Regions from separate parts of the Mus musculus genome. Here region 2 is linked to region 1. The links are chromatin contacts, called in public Micro-C maps. All regions are on one chromosome and are shown on one strand. The core of a region is the stretch at or near the end of the contact, and the rest is flanking DNA. Distances in the headings are between cores, read along the strand shown.

What was found. Hi-C and Micro-C count contacts between places; a contact is called where the count stands out from the background.
Region 2: a contact with region 1 is called in a Micro-C map of the HL-1 cell line, with 5 times the contacts expected there. A contact is called at or near these places in 59 of 484 Hi-C or Micro-C datasets (the 63-12 cell line, the AML12 cell line, B cells and 28 more), 11 of 130 datasets of targeted methods (the NIH/3T3 cell line, astrocytes, embryonic basal ganglia and 5 more) and 1 of 9 other capture datasets (embryonic stem cells).

Annotation. Positions count from the first base shown.
Region 1 is chr19:24,299,911-24,302,610 of GRCm38.p6, reverse strand. The region is part of intron 14 of Pip5k1b (phosphatidylinositol-4-phosphate 5-kinase, type 1 beta); the gene reads left to right. Among named protein-coding and RNA genes, the nearest start is that of Fxn, 21 kb to the right of the region's middle.
Region 2 is chr19:24,697,942-24,700,641 of GRCm38.p6, reverse strand. All of the region lies in intron 10 of Pgm5 (phosphoglucomutase 5), which reads left to right. Among named protein-coding and RNA genes, the nearest start is that of Gm38581, 7.9 kb to the left of the region's middle.

The DNA of each region.
Region 1 (2,700 bases), core at 46-2,545:
CTTCCTGGCTCATTTGCAAATATTCAAATCCAAGGGAGATGGTTTTTTAAGATGGCTTTATCCAGTGTGACCAAAGATGTTTCCTGTTGAATGCTGAGCTGATGAGCCACAGATTGGGGTATTGAAAAGCAAACAACAGAACTGAGTGGGCCGCACTGATGGGAAATGCGAGCTTCTGCCGTTCTCCTAGCGGGATGGTCGCGTGGATATCAGCCCCCGATGCTGCCTGTCACCCTGGGATGCTAAGGCAGCCTGCCTGGGGAGGGGAACCAACAAAAAGCCATTCCCACTGGGAAATGGAGTGGGAGAGAGTGCCCTTTCGTGGCTCCCAGGGAACGGGTTGTCAGTGAGAGGTGAAGGAATTGCATTCTTATTAACAGAGAAATCTAAAGGATGGCTGCCACCCAACAGCGACTTCTCTCCTTCTGTTACTCAATCCCATTGCCTTTACACTGGCCACATTAGCATCCTCTCAATAACACGCCCTTTATCTGTGAAAGTGCTTCTGCAAAATGGCTGTTTGAAGTGCAAAAATAACTGCATGTAAGGAAAAGAAACAGTTAAACCCCACCCCACCCCCAATTCTCTGCCATACTAGTATTGGAGATTAGTGTGCTGACCTACTGTCAGCCCTTGGACAGCTTGATTATTCGGTGTGTTTGGGGTTGTTAATGCTACCCTTTGATCATGGGAAGAAGGGTGGCAAAGAAGTGAGCGTGGTTGAATAAACAGCTGCCACGCCATGGTGTGGGAGGAAAGCCTGAGAAAATACCAAGACAAACGCTCAACAAATTAGGTCACAGGGGTCTTAGAAAACTCAAAGCAGGGGCTTTGGCAAAAAGAAGCTGAGTTTCTGAACTTGAATCCTTAGGCTTGGAGGTGAATGATGCCTCCCCGGCCACACCGCATCAGTAAGGGTCTCTAATCTTTACCTGCTTAAGCCAGTACCGGCTGCCCCAGGGGGTGTTGATTGGAAACTCTGGCATTCCCACTGCCTCTCCCGAGGGAGCTGGATTCCCAGGTCTAGGTTACTCCAGGTCTAGGGGATCTAGTGCCCTCTTCTGGCCTCTCCAGGCACCAAACATGCACAGATACACATGCAGACAAATACGTATGCATATAAAATAATAAAATAAAATTTAAAAATATAAACAAAGCTGACCAAGTCTGACAGTACATGAGAAGGGGTCCAGGGGAGGAGCCTGAAGGCCTGGCTTTCCTTTGTTTGTTGGCCTGTATTACTCTCCTGCTGTAAGAAATTATCACAAACTGTGTGGCTTAAGCAACAGAAATGTGTCACCTCCTAGAGGCCCTGGGTCTGAACACAACATACCCACAGTGCCTTGCTCCCAGAGCGGATGTGAGGACAGATCGCTACCTGTGCTTGCAACCTCTCTGGGCTTCATATGTTTACTGGTAGTCGGAATCACTTTTCCTCTGATTCTGAAAGCAAGCCCCTATGATTGACAGCCACAAACTCACTGATCGGTGTCCCTCCTTTCCACAAACCCTCTGCTGCCACCTACTGGTGAAAAGGCAGCTCTGCCCATGGGTCTGGGGGAGTGACTGAAGGCTCTATTGAAACCTAATGAAGAGTGAGTATGGGGCTCAATAACCTGTTTCCTCTTGGTGCACTTGACCACATTCTTCCAGCATAATGCATCTCAGCTCATCAGGTAGCAGAGTCTTTGGGCATCAAAGGCATCTCATACCACAGGCCTAGCATCTGCCGTCTCAGGTTGGCCTGGAGGCTGCAGTTAGAATCGTGCAAAACAGAGAGGAGAGAGGCTCATCTCTCAGACTCCAGCATGCGCTTCTCACCCACTTTAGTCTCTGGGAAAGCCTCCTCTTGACCCTTTAATCCAGCATAGAAAATGCCACTTCTGCAGTTGAGACAGCAAGGGTAACACTTGATCTTAGCCAAAAGGCCGAGAAGCGTCAGCAAGTGTAACATAGTAGCAACAAACACCCAGTGCTCCAGGCCTCCCTTATGCTGTCTGTGACCTATCCTGCTTAGGGGAGTAGGATTAAATATAATAAAATGAAAATATGGATAATTTAAAGACAAGAGTATTCTTTAAATCCGTGGGGCTCCTGGCCACTGTTTCTTTTTGCTAGAGCTGTCACAGCCAAGCACTAGGATAAGTCACTTTAGAGTGTAGGAAGGTCTTCTTTCGTGTCTCTATAGACTGGGAGTTAGTTCACAGTCAGGTGTCAGTGGGGTCCCTAGCTCCATTTCCAGAGAATCTGTGTAGGCCTCTCTACTTGGCTTACAGATAACTGTCTACTCCCTGGGTCTACACAATGTCTACTCTGTGTGTGTCTGTGTGGTCCAAACTCCCTGTGTCTAGAACAGTAGTTCTCAACCTTCCTAATACCATGACCCTTTAATACAATTCATATTGTGGTGATGTCCCAACAAATAAAATTATTTTCATTGCTACTTCATAACTGTAATTTTGCTACTGTTATGAATTATAATGTAAACATCTGTGGGTTTTTTTTTGATGGTCTTAGGCAACACCTGTGAAAGGGTCATTTGTGCCCCACCCCCACCCAAAGGGTCACAACCCGCTGATTAAGAACCATTGCTCGGGCTGGTGAGATGGCTCAGTGGGTTAGAGCACCCGACTGCTCTTCCGAAGGTCCAGAGTTCAAATCCCAGCAACCACATGGTGGCTCACAACCATCCGTAACAAG
Region 2 (2,700 bases), core at 57-2,556, 400 kb before region 1:
GACTCTCCCTAAACGGACTGCTGGTGTATCTGTGAAGTGTTTGTGAGTGGATCAAGCTGCTACTGCTGACCTGAAAACTGAATTGCTGATTTCCAGACCAGGTCTATATGAGCAACACAGAGAGGCTGGGATCCCAAGAGAATCACGTTTGTGGAGACCAAAACTTGGATTTCAAATTTTATCATGTCAGGATGTCTTTGGATAATTTTTTAAAAATCAGTTAATAGCATAAAATCATGTTTAGTTCATAGGCTATACCCAGCCTGAGTAGAGGCCAGGTTCAGATCAGGGACTGCATCATGTGAGCCTTCTGAACGTGACAGCTGCACAGGTTCCTGTGACATTAGTGATGCATAGATCCAAATGTCTTTGTCTGAAGATTTTATCTTATAAAAGGTAAAATTACAGGGCTGGGAAGAGGGATCTGTGGGTAAGGGCACTGGCTGCTCTTCCAGGTGACCTGGATTCAATTCTAAGCATCTATATGACAATTCACAGCTGTCTGTGACTCTAGTCCCAGGGGATCCAAGAACCCTCTTCTGGTCTCTGTAGGTACTGCATGTATGTGGTATATAGACATATGCTTAGACAAATACTAATACACATAAAATAAAAATAAGTGAAATATTTTTAAAAAGCAAAATTACACTAGTACTTATGTGTGTTTGTGAATCTGGATAAATTTCAAGATTTTTCAAAATCTGCAAAATTGGCCTAATGAGATTAAACATCTTAGCTTTTGATTATAACCAAACAGGGAAATGCTTTAAAATGTTTTTTGAAGTCTAAATTTTCAGGTATTTTGTTTCCTATTGGAAAGTTTCCTCCTCCTCCTCTTTTTCCTATGCCTCCTCCTCCTCCTTGTCCCCCTTCTCCCTTTCTTCCTTTCTTCCTTCTTTTTAAGCAGTAGCTTTGACATGATTTTTAGAGGAAAAATATTTTACCTACGCCAGAAAAAAAGGATTAAATGAAATGGAGAAAGAAAAGTCTAGTTGCCGTCTGTGTCAAACTGTTAGAACACGGACGGGCACTTCTCCAGCTGCCCAAGCTACACTGGTGTGAACAAACTTCCCTTGCAGGATTGTGAGGGACAGATGCCTTAAATGGTAACTCCCATACTCACTTCCAAATTCAGGATCCACCACAAGCAATGAGTCTGTCCTCAATGTCTATCCTTTGCTCTTAAGCATAACCTAGGGTCAGGATGGCCAGTGTGGTGTTCCCAAAATGCTGAGACACTTTGATGATGCAGTCCTGAGATCCTGCAGCTGGACGTGTCCTGCTGTTCTTCAGTCTGTGGGTGTTTGTTTCAGCGACTCAAGCTGTTCACTTCCGCTTGTGTTAACATTGTCTAAGTCATATTGACAGGGCTCAGGGATTTGCAGTTATTGAAAATTCACTTTTAGCTAGGAAAAAATGATAAGGAATTATAAAACAAGTATAATTATTGTTTATCAAACTACTTGGAAATTTCCCAACCCAAAGGATTCTTGGTTGGAGGCAACAGGCGCTGCTTAGAATTGCAGACTCATGCCTCCTCTCAGATCCACTGAACAGATCTGCACTGTCATAAGCTTGCAGGTGACTCACATGTACTTAAAAGTCAGAGAAGCCTTTAGTGGCTGGCCTTTGAGATCCTTATTTCTCCCTCTGCTTAGCAGGCTTGGCCTTCCTTCCAGATAAATCCTCAAATGCCAACCCAACTATCATGTACTTCCGAGGGCTCCTTAGCCTCCGCTGTTTCTTCCTACAGCTGGAAAATTACCAAGAGCACAGAAAACAACCCAAGAAAAAAAGTTGTCTCCGAGGCCCTCGGAAGATTTATTTCTGCTTTCCAGGTCAATTCACAGAAAGGAAAACAGGAAGACCAGTTTCACTTTGCATCTCCATAGAAACCTTACCTCAGTGTCAATCCACAAGTGAGCTTGTTTTCTTTGCATGCTATCTTAGCTAAGCTGCGAGACTCAAAATAAGCCCTGGATGAGGTGAAGAAACTTCTAATTTGATGTTTTTCCAAGACACGGAAGTCTTGCTAAATTTGTTGGTAGACAGTCTAGCACAACTCGCATTACAAGGAGAAGAGCAATTATTTAAAACACTAAGGGTTTGTATGACAGCTGAGTCTTAAAGGCACAGAACGTGAGAAGAACCATGCTCCTGTGACTGAGGACACATAAAGTGCATAGTGGCCCTCCAGGAACCCCACTGATGGCTTTGCACTGCAGGGAAGACTCCTTGGCTGTGGGTTCCCTTCCCATCCTCTGGTGCTATGGTGTTGGACTGCAGGTACAAAAAACATGGAGATGCTCTGCCACCTCTGAAAACTGCCCTGGTGTACCCAGAGTACCTTCCAGTCTGGCACAGAATTACTTAAAACCAACCCATCTTCCTAGGTCTTATCCTCTAGTGCTACAATTCCAGACTAGCAGGAAGTGAAGCCTAATTCTGACCCCTTTTGTCTCCAGATCTCTTCCAGCTGACTAGCCCTGTTAGAAAGCAGCATCCTCTAGGCGATACAGACAGGGACATCAGCTGTGCAAAACAGGCTCTGGGAGAACAACTGTACAGAGAGCCTGTTAACTCTCCCCAAGATAAGCAGTGTCACCAGTCCAGGTTGACCTCAGGAAGGGCTGGCTTGAAGGGACAAGGTGGTGCTTCTAACATGGAGGCAATGAAGGTCCTTGCCTAGGCCTCCACAGT